Regions from separate parts of the Mus musculus genome. Here region 1 is linked to region 2. A link is a contact called in public HiChIP or PLAC-seq data. All regions are on one chromosome and are shown on one strand. Each heading gives the region's core, a stretch centred on a gene start, on an enhancer-like site or on the middle of the called end of the contact. The rest is flanking DNA. Distances are from core to core; before and after follow the strand shown. Region 1 has its middle 39 kb from the start of Gm17619. Region 2 holds the start of Adnp (activity-dependent neuroprotective protein).

Region 1 (5,972 bases), core at 679-3,178, 2.0 Mb before region 2:
CTGGGCGTGGGTCTGCTTGAGACAGTGAACCCAGTTCCTCTGGGGCTTCTGCCTCTGCTCCTGCCCTGCCCTCCCTCAGTGAAGGACTGGGACCAGGAGGTGTGAGCCTAATAAGCCCTTTCCTCCCTTGAGTGGCTTCACCTGGTCTTCCCCGACCTCTGCTTCTTACAATCTTCCTGCCTGCTCTCCTGACCAAGCCTTGGGGAAGTGGCATAGTTGTCCCAAGTGTGGTTCAGCACTCCAGAGTCACGTGTCCTTTGCACCTTTACCTGTTGTGAGTTTCTGTGTTAACCACCATCCACTGCACAAAGAAACACTTCACTGCTGCGAGAGCTTCACTAATCTTTGGATATAGAAATGCACACTTAAAAAGCAATATTTATTTAAATTATTTACTATATTTAGGAAAAATAATTGAGCCTGAGCTACCCAACCATGAAATTTTTGCCAAATTTACAACCCCAGGCATGTGTTGTGTTCTTTGGAGTTGATCTTAAATCCAATCAGAAAGTGAGTGGTTACACTCATTGTTGTGTTTTATAAAAAGATAAGGGGAGGGCTGTTGAGATGGCTCAGTGAGTAAGAGCACCGACTGCTCTTCCGAAGGTCCAGAGTTCAAATCCCAGCAACCACATGGTGGCTCACAACCATCTGTAACGAGATCTGATGCCCTCTTCTGGAGTGTCTGAAGACAGCTACAGTGTCTAGAATAAATAAATCTTTAAAAAAAAGAATATTAAAAAAAAAAAAGATAAGGGGAGAAGGAGTGTGTTTGGTGGAGGTGCAGTAGGGTGTGGGGGGAGGGGGCGCCTCCATGGGCCCATGCTGAAGCAACTCTTCCGCCTGAGGGTCCAGCCACATGGTGGTATAGCATAGAATAGAGTTTACTCAGGACATGGGGAGGGGAGTTGAGAGGGTAGTAGAGACAGAGAAAGGCAGAGAGAGAGAGAGAGAGAGAGAGAGAGAGAGAAGAGGAGTAGAGGCCGGCCATGAAACGTGGAGAGAGGGGGGAGAAGTGAATGAGAAGAAAGAGGGTAAGGAGACGAGGACAGAGCAAGAGAAGAAGGGGTGAGCAGCCCCTTTTACAGTGAGTCAGGCACAGCTGGCTGTTGCCAGGTAACTGTGGGACAGAGCCTAGACTAAATGCTAACTTTCATAACATCCATGCAACTGTGGGCCTAGGGACACATCAGGTCAGCAATTATTGTAGCTCACGAATAAAGCATATTTTAAAGGTTAATAATAATATAGATTAATAATAATAGTAGTAGTAATATAGATAAGGTTATTGGATGTCAAAAAATTTTTCAGGTTGGGTATATAGTTCAGCTGGTAGAATATTTGCCTAGCATGCAGGGGGCCCTGGCATTGATCCGCAGTACTGCTTAAACCCAGGCATGGTACAAACGCTGTAGTCTCAGCACTCACTCGAAGGGAGAGGCAAGAAGATCAGCTACCCAGTGAGTTCATGGTCAGTCTCAGCCATCTGGGACCCTGTTTCAGAACATCAACAACAAATCTGAAAGGCAGTTACACATGCTTCGATGGTTAGGAAACGTACGGATAATTATAGATATAATCACCTGTATTCATTCACCCTGGGCTTAGGGGTTTGTAAAGTTCCTTTACCTTCATTAGGCCCCCAAATCATCAAGGCTGCCTGGGGAAACAGTGGTTGGAGGGTGGGAGCTCAGCTTTTTTGAGTGAGAGAAGCTATCTGCAGAGAAACCAGGTAATTCAGAGAAAAGCCAAATGGAACCAGGGTCCTTCCCCATTATCTCACGGGGTCACTATGGCATGAGGCTGTCACTCACCCACGTATATAAGACCTGGCCTCCTGGCTTTGGGGAGCAACTGGAGCCCAACCAGGAAGACAGACAACTGGGCAGCTGTTGTGGTGCAGAGAGGGAAAGGAAACCAGAAGCCAGCCAGCCAGTCAGCCAGTTCCTTGCTCTGCCAATCATGAGAGCCATGTGCTCAGGAGCAGGACACTCAGCCTCTCAGGGCTCAGATTTCCTGGCCTGTTTAATGGGTATTAATAAGACTCGCCTCATAGCAAAACTGAAGGTTCAAAGAGTTAACAATATACAAAGTACTTTTCAAAAGTGCGGTGAATGTATACAGTAAGGATCGCACAGGGGTTAGTCGGGGCCATCAATAAAATTAAATAACGGCATTGTGAACGTTCCAAGGGAGCACGATGTGTGAGCGGCCTTGTTGGGACACCTGAGAGTAAATAGTCAGGGAATCTTGGGAGAAGCAGCCCCGGAGCAGGAATGGAGAGGTTCCAACAGTCGGGCCTGAGGCCAGGGCTGGCCAGAAGTGACTGAGCAGATCTCAGCAGGAAACAGTGAACACCTTCCCCACCAGCGCCTGGAAGCCATGGCTTGAGTGGACTTGGGTGTGGTGGGTTTGCATTTATAGAAAAGCTCTTGATCAGTTTTCAAAAGCTCCTGGTCCCAGGAAAGACTAGAAGGTTTCTCCTCCTTTCCTGGTGTCTCAAGGCCTCCCACCCAACTCCTCAAACCTAAATAGCTCAATCAGTGCCTGGCAAGAGAGTGGACGGATGGATACATGGACGGACACATGACAGATAGTCAAGGTCCCTGGGGGCCAAGGCTCAGTGTGGGCCCATCAAGGGATAGACACTCAGTTCTTCTCTGTTGAAAAGCGACCATGGGAAAAGCCATCGTGACAACTGAGAGCGTTGAATTACCACATAAGAGGAGAGAAGCTGGCGTTGGGATGACTTGCTGGATTGGAGGCTTGAGACTCAAGGGTGCTCTGGAGACCACGGCTTCTGTATGTGACAGGGGATCAGCGATCCTGGGAGCATGTCTGAAAACGCACATTCTCAGGACCTATCAACCATCTTTAAAAAATATTTTTTTACCTGTGTGTATGTGTGTGTGTGTGTGTGTGTGTGTGTGTGTGTGTGTGTGTGTGCGCGTGCGCACGCATGTCTCTGTGTGTCTGTGTCTGTGTGCGTGTGCCCGTGCCCGTGCCCGTGCCTGTGCCTGGATGCCCAAGAAGGCCAGAAGTGAGTGACAGATCTCCCTGGAACTGGAGTAACAGGTACTTTGAAGCTACCCAGTGTGGGTGCTGGAAACTGGACTCCAGCCCTCTGGAACTGCGTCTAACTGCTGAGCCAATTCTCTGGTTCCAAGTCACCATGAAAAGGGAGCGTTCTGAATCTAAAGCCACATTAACAGCATCCCCAGGACAAACACCCATGGTCTGGGTGGCACCCCTCTTGAGAACATTCCTTTCTGCACAGAGGAAGGCTGAGGGTTAGTTCACACCTATATCCCCTTCACAGCTCCTCTAAAACTGGCGCAGTGGGTAAGGATGCTTGTTTTGCAAGCACGAGGGCCTGAGTTCGGATCCCTAACACCCGTGTAAAAGCCGTGTGTGGTCATTTGCACCTGTAACCCCACTATTGGAATAGGGGAAAGGGAGATGGTAGAAGGCTAGCCTGGGCATCCTGGCTGCAGGTATAGTTTCCAGTTGAGAGAGAGGGAGGGGGAGGGAAGGAGGGAGGGAGGGAGAGAGAAAGAGAGAGAGAGAGAGAGAGAGAGAGAGAGAGAGAGAGAGAGAGAGAGAGATCCTGTCTCAAGAGACTAAGGAAAGAAGTCTATAGAGAAAGAAGGAAGACAGCTGGCCTCCTCCTTCAGCCTTGGCATATTTTGTGTGTGTGTGTGTGTGTGTGTGTGTGTGTGTGTGTGTGTGTGTGTGTGTGTGTGTGTACATGCATTCACACCTTTTTTCCATCCCCAAAACTTGATGAGTGGAGTATATTCATTTTCACATTTTTTTCTAAGTGTTCTGACATCAAGCAACCCACAGGGCCAGTCACCTGCCTGCTGTTCGATTGGCCAGTCAGCAAGTTATACTTTCTACAGACCCTGGAAAACTCACTGTGATTCTGAAAGGAGGAGGCAAAAGCAGATTCTACCAAGTGATACCACTGTTGAGCCTACATCGTAAGCATCCCATCTAGACCACGTCTACCGAGACCCCTTTCCATATAAGGTTCCATTCACAAGTTCCAAGATGGGACTCCATTCATAACCTACTCCAGGCTAGGAATTCCATTCATAGGTTCCAGGCTGGGGGTGGGGGTTGGGTCGTCCCACCATCATTCACAAGTTCCTGGCCAGGGATTCCATTCATAACCTCCAGGCAGGGGATTGCATTATATTTTTGAAGGGCATATCCAGGCTATTACCTTAACTTTGAAATAGTTTGGTATATTGAACACAAAGCTGTATGCCATGCATTCGTGATTTTGAGAGACTGGACAAGGATGTCTCCAGACCTCAGTGTGGAACACAGCCCTGCCTCTGGAATGGGTAACCTTGGACCTGTCTCTGAGCCCTCTTCCAGAATAGAGAATGAAACAGAAACCTCCCCGATGGTCACTGTGAGAAACTAACAAATGATGTCTTAAAGCACACAGTGCAGTGTGGGAGAGATAAATGGCTCAGCGCATTTGGCTGCTCTTCCAGAGGACCTGGGTTCAATTCCTAGTACTGGCAATATGGCTCACAACCATGTACAGCCTAGTTCCAAGGGATGTGACACTCTCTTCTGACCTGTGGGCACCAGGCATGCACATAGTATATACATTTAGATAAACATGCAGGGAAAACACTCAAACACAAAATGAAAACAGTTTTAAAGATTCCTCTGTGTGTGTGTATGTGTGTGTGTGTGTGTGTGTGCCTCAAGTGTGAGAAGGCTAGCAGAGACCAGAAGAGGGTGTCAGGTCCCCTGGAGCTAGAGTTGCAGGCAGTGTGAGTTACCTGCTATGGGTGCTGGGACTGAAGTTGGATCTTTTAGAAAAGCAGCGATCATTCTTAGCCACTTACTTAATCATCTCTACAACCCACAGCATTTCATTTCTTTTTACAAATTCCAAATCTGATAGAATTCTTATGTCGACATGTCTAAATTGATGTGGATTGCAGAAATAAGGTTTTCTGTTTGACGACAGTGAGGCACAAATCACCAAGTTGCCATAAAACGTAAACTATAAGCAGGGACCTTGGAGCTGGACTCTCAGTCAATAGCATGCTCTGTACCCCTCCAAAGAAGTCACACTTGTAAAAGAGGTACATTGTACAGTGGTGTTATTAAAACATCAGAAGAGGCTGGGCCGTTTAATCCCAGTGCTCAGAAAGCAGAGGCGGGTGGATCTCTGTGGGTTCAAGGCCAGCCTGGATGACACAATAAGTGCATGGAGAGACCCTGTCTCAAAACAAACAAACAATATATATGTAATGTGTGTATGTATATATGTATAGATGTCTCCCTTATTTTTGTTTGTTTATTTGTTTGTTTTTTAGACAGTTTCTCACTATATAGCCCTGGATAGCCTAAAACTTGCTATGAAGACCAGGTTCACCTCAAATTCAGAGAGCTCCTCCTGCCTCTGCCTCCTGAGTGTACAGATCAAAGGCTGTGCCACCATGCCTGGCCCCATGTTCTCACACACATGTAAAGCTAGAACCGCTGGCTGGTGCTAGCAGTCTAGAGAAGCCCACGACTATCCAAACCATGGCTGTCTTCTTTCCAAGTGTGCCATACTATTGCATAGCTGGTCTTCACAAGGGTTCTGCCTCTGTCTTGGGGCAACATAAGCTCCCCAAGTCTGAATCTTGCCTTTGAAATCAAGATAAGGATAACAGCAAGCACCAGTTGCTTGTGTGGGCGTGAGACTGGGTTGCACAAGCCTGTCTTACCCACTCATCTCCCTCATTAACTCCACTTTCCCCCCGAGGCCCCATCAGGACCAGCCAGAGGGCAAAACCCAAGTCACACGCCATAGCCACCAGAGCGGTGACTTGAGTGTGCGATGCCCCAGTCTGGCAAAAGCCACTTCTACAGCTCTGGAGTGATAGACTGGGCTCAAAGCCAGCTCTTCCCCTGTACTGCCTCCTGTCTCCATCCAGACCTCTGTGCGGAGTAAG
Region 2 (6,589 bases), core at 2,817-5,316:
TTCTAAATAATGACCTTGCTGGCACGTCAGACTTCTTGCTTCTGACTAGTACTTGGCTGCTTTTCTTAGTAAATGTTCAAGGATTACAAAATACAGGCTGGAGGCAGGGTTTGTCTCTCGGTCTGGATGGTGAGTTATTAGAGATGACCCCACATCTAATACCAAATACTACCCTCCCAGAATGCCTCTTGTCTTGTGAACATTAGAAGGGTTATAATTTAACTCCTCTGCGACATTAAACGTAACAATTGAAAGAGAGAAAAAAAACTGAAAAACCATCGTACTGGAACTAGGCCCTGAAATTGAGTGCACTAGCATAGTGTTGAGGTCAGTGCTTCTCAGACAGCTGCAGGTTTCATCCAGATGACTGACTGTAGGTAATGAGTGTGTCGAGGACAGTGACCCTAAGAACCGAGATTGTCAGTGCAGAGTCCTGGTGCTGCAGGTTGAGGCTTTGCTCTGTGTTGAATGCCATAGCCTGAGCTCGCTGCTGCTGTTGGTTGAAGACTGACTTTAATGTATTCTGTGTTTTCTAAACCAGGTTCCAATTTCATTTGTGGATCGAGTTTATGGTGAATCCAAGTTGGGAGGAAATGAAATAGTCTCGTTCCTGAAAGGGTTATTGACTCTCTTTGCTACCACATAAAAGAAATGATTCACTTATGCTTCCCGTGTTCATTTCAATTAAAAGTAGAGAAGCCCGGGTCACTGATTTTTATCAATGTTGTCTTAACACATGAGCCAAAGGTAAGATGCATTTAATGTGGATCTTTTTCTCTGGAGAAGCTCCATTTTATATTTCAAATTAAAATTTAAAGTTCTTGGTTTAGTGAGCAATGTTCTCAATTTTCATGTACATTACACCTATAAATAAATGTATATAGGTTTTGCATAAAATGTTGCTGCTTTCATTTAGATAATGTGAGTGCAAGTTTCTTATGAAAAAAATGTGGAATACTTCATAAAACTAGATTGTTAGTTCTTTATCCCTAGATGGTAGAAAGGGAAGCTTAATTGCATTTACGAAATACAGTTAGTGTATGAACTAGAAAAGAAGTAAAACCTCTGACCTGAAGTCCATGGCAGATGTCTGAACCTAGATGAAGCAGTGCTCCCTGCATGTGCTCCCTGCATGCAGACTGAGCATAGCCTGGTCCGTCAGAGCAGACCTGTGCAGAGTACAGTGTGGGCTGGGAAGCAGTTAAGCAGTGGGTCACATTAGCTGTGCTCTTGGCTTTGTCTTCTTGAGCAACAACTCCTATTGGAAAGAGAAGTATTTTATCTCTTTTTATCTCAAAATATTTGTACATTATTTCAATACCTCAACAAAACTTGATACCACAACAGAAAAATACCTGTACTATTTTTCTTCATCCAGAAAAATGTTCTATTGTTAAAATGAAGGATAAGTTGCTCCATACTGTCAGGGAAGATACTTCACTTATCAGTCAGTGAACTTCTGTCTGTAGCATAGCTTTCAGATCATGTAGTATGTTTCAGGGTCTCTCTGTGTAATAGCCCTGGCTGTCCTAGAACTGGCTTTGTAGACCAAACTCAGAGATCCATCTGCCTCTGTCTCCAAAGAGCATGTTTTAGGTTTTGAGTGAATACATGAGATCTAGTTGCATGTCCTTTGCAAGAAAAAAAGAACAGACATCTGTCTCTTAAGTTACTGCATAATCACATTTAGTGAACAGTGTCATAGCCCAAGCTGACTTCCAGCTTACTCTGTAGTCAAAGCTAGTCTTGAATTACTGGTCCTGTTTCCTTCATCTCTCAAGTGTGAGGACTGTGGTGTGCATCATCATACACCCCAACCTGTATACTTGTTTCCCACCTTACTTGGGCTGCTAAAGAAATTGAAAGTCTTAAATGTTCACTTCCTTTTTCTAGCTGATTGTAACAAGAACAAACGTGAGCTACACCTTCACTTTGTTTTGAGCATGAAAGCCTTGCCATGTAGTCACATAGCTGGGCCCACAGTGCATATTCCAATAAGAACTACTGTTGTTGTGTTCCCCTTTGCCAAAACTTGTCGCACATCCATGGGGAAGTGACTTGTTTCATCCTTAATAACTAGAATATTTATTAGTGTTCAATTAAATTTTGTTTTAAGCCAAAGTCATAGGACTATAATGTTATCGAATTGTTTTTTGAGTGCTGAGAAATCTATCTTGAAACAAGGCATTAGGTTTTCAGTATCAAGTACACAGAACAGAAGTTAAGCAGCGACCTCAGCAGGAGTCACTGTAGATACAGCATTGCTGCCTCACACCTCACTGGGGCAGAGAACTTTGGTCTTTTTCATTTTTCAGTACTTAGCCTGTGTAGAATTACTCTGTCACTACTGCCATCGCACAGGGTGTGTTTGAGCAGTAAACACCAGCATTCAGAAGCCATTTAGAGAAGAAGGTTGCCCAATTTTTTTTGTTTGTTTGTTTTTTGTTTTTCAAGACAGGGTTTCTCTGTATAGCCCTGGCTGTCCTGGAACTCACTTTGTAGACCAGGCTGGCCTCGTGGCCTCGAACTCAGAAATCCTCCTGCCTCTGCCTCTGCCTTTGCCTCCCGAGTGCTGGGATTAAAGGCATGCACCACTGCGCCCGGCTCAAGGTTGCCCAATTTTTATGCTGTATTTTTGTGCTAAATCTGGTGACATAAGCATGCACAGTTTTTTAAGTTCTCCGTCAGAATCCAGCACCTTTTATGCTACAAAGTGAAGCACTGCTGCAATGCAGATGTTCTTCATACCTGTGCTATCACTGCATGAAACCCAGTGTCTGAGGAGAACAGTAGAGATGAATTCACACAGCCTGCCTGTCTTCTGCATTGTGTGCTTCCCCATCTCTACTCCTTGATGAAAGGCCTTAGCCTCAGCCCCACCTCCTTTTAAATAGTTTCTATTCCTTGTTTTACATTGTTGAGCTATTGATTAGGGGTTTAAATATATGTTCTAATAATTGCAAAAAATAAATGTTAGGTGGAAGTTTGTTCAACTTCCCAACCAAACCCTTAGACACTGAGCTGTCTGTATATATAGTCTGATTCTTTCAAAATTTGCAACTTTGTAGAGACCTCATGTTGGGGGAGGGGTGGCCAATCCTTCACAACTGCACTTGCTACTTTGTAGAGCTTTTAGCCATCCTTATCTACGGTAGGGTAACTACTGTTCCTTTAAAGTGGACCGAGGCTGTTGATGTTGACATGGTATGTTGGTTGGGGATGATCCAAAGTTACAAAGCCAACAGTGCAGGTGCTGTCACATACCAGAATTGTGGGTGAGTGCCAGACCGTTTTCATCCTTAGCCATTGACAATCCAATGGCCTCAACTCTACAAATCCCACTTTTTTTTTCCTTGAGTCAATGGTAAGTGGCCATCTGATGACTTGAAGGAATGACTTGAGTCCAAGGAACAGCAGAAGTGAAAAGCTGAGTCCCTGTCTATCCCATACCAGTTCACTAGAAGAGCTGACATGGCCTCAGAGCTGTGTCATCTCAAAAAATGGGAGGAACACGAGGGCATCACACCTCATTAAAGGCAGGAGGCAGCAGGCTCAACCCTTGGCTTTGCCTCCAGCTTGGGAGAGCTGACTCTGAGCACGTGGGCCTTGGGCAGCCCCAGGCGCCCTCCTGCCAGATGTAGTTCAGGCCCAGATGGGCCCGCGCAGGGATCCCCAGTGCAGCCACCTGACTGACTGTCGAGGCGTGCTGCGGCCCGCTACTTCTGCCTCCGCCGGCGGCGCTGCGGTCAGAGGAAGGCACCCAGGAGCGCAGTGCGGCCATTATCCACGGCGCCTCCTAGTGGGGCAATGGCAAAGCCTCCACGTTCTCGCGAGAGCTCCCCTCAGTGGGGATTATATAATCTCACCCAGGAGAGGCTGGGGGGGGCTGGGGCCACCCTGCCATAAGGAAAGTGGGTGTCGCCGCAGCCGAGGACCGAAGAGCTCTCCCTTGGGGGGGGGTCGCCGAGTAGGGGGTCCATGGCCCCCGCCCCCCCCCAGCTGGACAATGAGTCCTCTTATGCTAATGAGTCGCTTACGTCACTTCCGCTCTTTCTCGGCCGCCATTTTGGCTAGGGCAGGTTCGGGGACTTGCTCTGAGGCGCTTGTATTGTCTGCTGAGGGGAGACGCGGGACCAGCCCCCTCCCCCGCCCGCCGCCGCCGCCGCCACCCGTCCGGTCTACCCGCCGCCGCCGGGACCCATGAGCTGAGCGCCCGCCCGCCGCCATCTTGGCCCCCTCCCCCTCCAGCCGCGCTCGCTCGGGGGGGATTTGGCGTCGCCTCAGCCACAGCTCCCTCTCTCGGTCTCCGCCGCCGAGGAGCCGCGCGGCCGTCGCCGCCCGCCTGCCCGCCCGCGACGGTGAAGCCGCGGCCCCACGCCCTCCGCCGCCCTCCGCCCCTCCTTTGTCTGCACTGCCCGCGCCGCCGCCCGCCGCTCTGCTGCGCCCGCCGCGCCCCCCGGCAGCAGCCGCGGCCGCGGCTCGAGCCGGAGCCCGAGCGCGACGAGGCCCCGGGCGCGTCCTCGCCGCCATCGCCGTGCCGCCGTCCACCCGCCGCCGTGCTCTAGAGCACGCCGGCCCCGCGCACGCCTCGAGGCCGAGCCAAGGTAAGCCCCGCGGCCCTGCCCGCCGCCGATCCCGGGCGCGGTCATTGTGCTCGGCGTGCACACACCGCCTCGAACCCCAGTCGGCCGCAGCCCTCCTGCAGCCCGATCCCCTTCTCCGCCCCGCGGGGCTGCCGGCCGGCCACCATGGGCTTTTGCGGCTAGTGGCATCTTCCCGCACCCACCCCGCCCCCAGCCGAACCCCGCTCGCTCTCTCGTCCTCAGAACTAATCCCCTCCCGCCCTCCCCCAGTCCCCGGAACCAGCCTTCTGCCAGGTCTGCCCACCCTAGGCTTGGAAAGGGGGGAAAGGCCTGGGGGGCGGGGAGCGTGCATGGCAGAGGGTGAAAGTCTTTGCCTCCCCAACAACATGCCAGTTTCCCTCCCATCCTAACCACCACAGCCCCTCACCGGCCCTGCTTTCAATCTGGGCTACCTGGTCAGCACTCCCTCTTTAGAGCTTTCTGATCAACTTTGCAGTCAGAAAATGGAAATCCAGAAAGCCGCGGAAAGAATTTTTTTCGAATGCAATGAATGGGGAGTAGTTCTTTGAGCACCCTCTTATTCGCCTCTTCTTTCCTCTGAGCTGCCTGTCCTTCTCCTCCCTTCCCCACCCTACCCCCAACCTGGATGCCTGTCTGCTAGAAAAGGCGCGATTGCTTCTCTTCTTCTCTCCAAGAAGTCTAATACTCATTTTAGTCTCACTCCCTGCCACACACCCCAAGTGTCTTCTCAGTGTTCTTCCAGTCACCAGGTCCTCTGGACAGTTCTTGTCATAACCCCATTTCACAGACAAAGGCTTAGGAGGGAAAAAGAACCAAACTGTTTCCTGTGTTAGCCATTTTAATGCTGTCCAGCCCCAAACGCCCAGTTCCCATCCCTGATGCTTCTTGTGCCTGTATCTTGAACCTTCACAATGGGATGTGTGTCGGGGGGTGTCTCTTGGATAGCTTTGTGCAGTTTCTTTATAAATCTGCATTGTTGCTTCTGGTTTATGGTCATGGAGAAAATACCAGCCCCCACCCAAAAGGCACTGCAGCCAAGTCGGTTAAAGGCACTGAGTGTGGGAGTCAGTAGGGGGCGCATTCCCTGCACTGGGTAAGGCTGCAGAGGGGGGAAGGGCCCCAGAACTAGAACAGGATGTGCTAAACAGCGCCTTCTACAGACCATGGGAAAATGGGTCCAGCAAGACTTGCACTGGGTGAGCTGACAGCAACATGGCGAAGGATTAAGTGAGGCTAGAGAGATTTTATTTAAGAAAGCCACTTCTCCGTTTGGAAAGTTGTCTTTTTTTACTTTTTCAAACCTGTTCACCCTCAGACTTTGATTGCTGATCAGTCACCTTGGTGCACATCCTTGGGTCATAGGTTCCCTTTCTCAAGAATTCCTTCACCTTAAGGTTTGATGTGTTGACATCTCTTTCCTAGGCTAGGTGGTAAAGGGGGTTGTTTAAAACCTGAAAGTCACGGGCTTGGGAGATCAGGTCAATCCAAATCTCTCCGACTCTTTTGCGAGTGGAAAGTCATTCTTGAGAGGTTTTATGGGTTGGTGATTTTGACAGCCATGAAAGATGGGTGTCAGGATTTGCAAGGCTTTGTTGGTAAACATCAGGTCCCTATTGAGTTCTTCATTGTCAAACTTAATAGAGTTCACTGCAAAATTGTGTTGCCTTCCACTTTCAGCAGTACACTGTCTGTAGCCAACTGCCTTTGCAAGTGTTGACACCAGTCTTGGTTCGGTGCGCACCCACCTTTTTAGGGTGTGTGGATTTCTGTAGATTTTACTCCTGTTGTTATTTCCATAGGTGTGAGATGCACAGTACGAAACCTAGGCCCCAGCTTTTACATCGTGATGCACAGGGTTGCACTTTTTGTACTGAACTGATAGGTGGCCTAGTGGTTATTCCCTGTACTGCCATTTTGAGGATCTGGACTCCGTTCCCTGCCTTGCTCTTTGGACTGCATTGTCAATTCACACCGGTGGGTATATC

Evidence for each region. HiChIP or PLAC-seq counts read pairs in DNA pulled down with a chosen protein or histone mark.
Region 1: an H3K4me3 HiChIP or PLAC-seq map of the 230-238 cell line shows a contact between it and region 2, with 16 times the contacts expected there. The contact joins the enhancer-like site here to the promoter of Adnp in region 2. A contact is called at or near these places in 1 of 15 datasets of contacts at CTCF or cohesin (large pre-B cells), 1 of 484 Hi-C or Micro-C datasets (the G1E-ER4 cell line) and 3 of 115 datasets of contacts at active chromatin or transcription factors (the 230-238 cell line, embryonic forebrain and large pre-B cells).

The regions. Positions count from the first base shown.
Region 1 is chr2:170,229,572-170,235,543 of GRCm38.p6, reverse strand. No RefSeq gene overlaps it. Among named protein-coding and RNA genes, the nearest start is that of Gm17619, 39 kb to the right of the region's middle. Within about 2 kb of position 1,928, at least 18 of the 459 cell types and tissues checked have an H3K27ac peak or open chromatin away from gene starts, as enhancers often do.
Region 2 is chr2:168,204,589-168,211,177 of GRCm38.p6, reverse strand. It overlaps Adnp (activity-dependent neuroprotective protein), which reads left to right and starts at 4,066. Exons shown (of 4, transcript NM_009628.3): 1 at 4,066-4,604. Gm20716 (predicted gene 20716) reads left to right here. Exons shown (of 12, transcript NR_132310.1): 9 at 542-747. It overlaps Dpm1 (dolichol-phosphate (beta-D) mannosyltransferase 1), which reads left to right. Exons shown (of 9, transcript NM_010072.4): 9 at 542-2,130. The coding sequence ends at 646.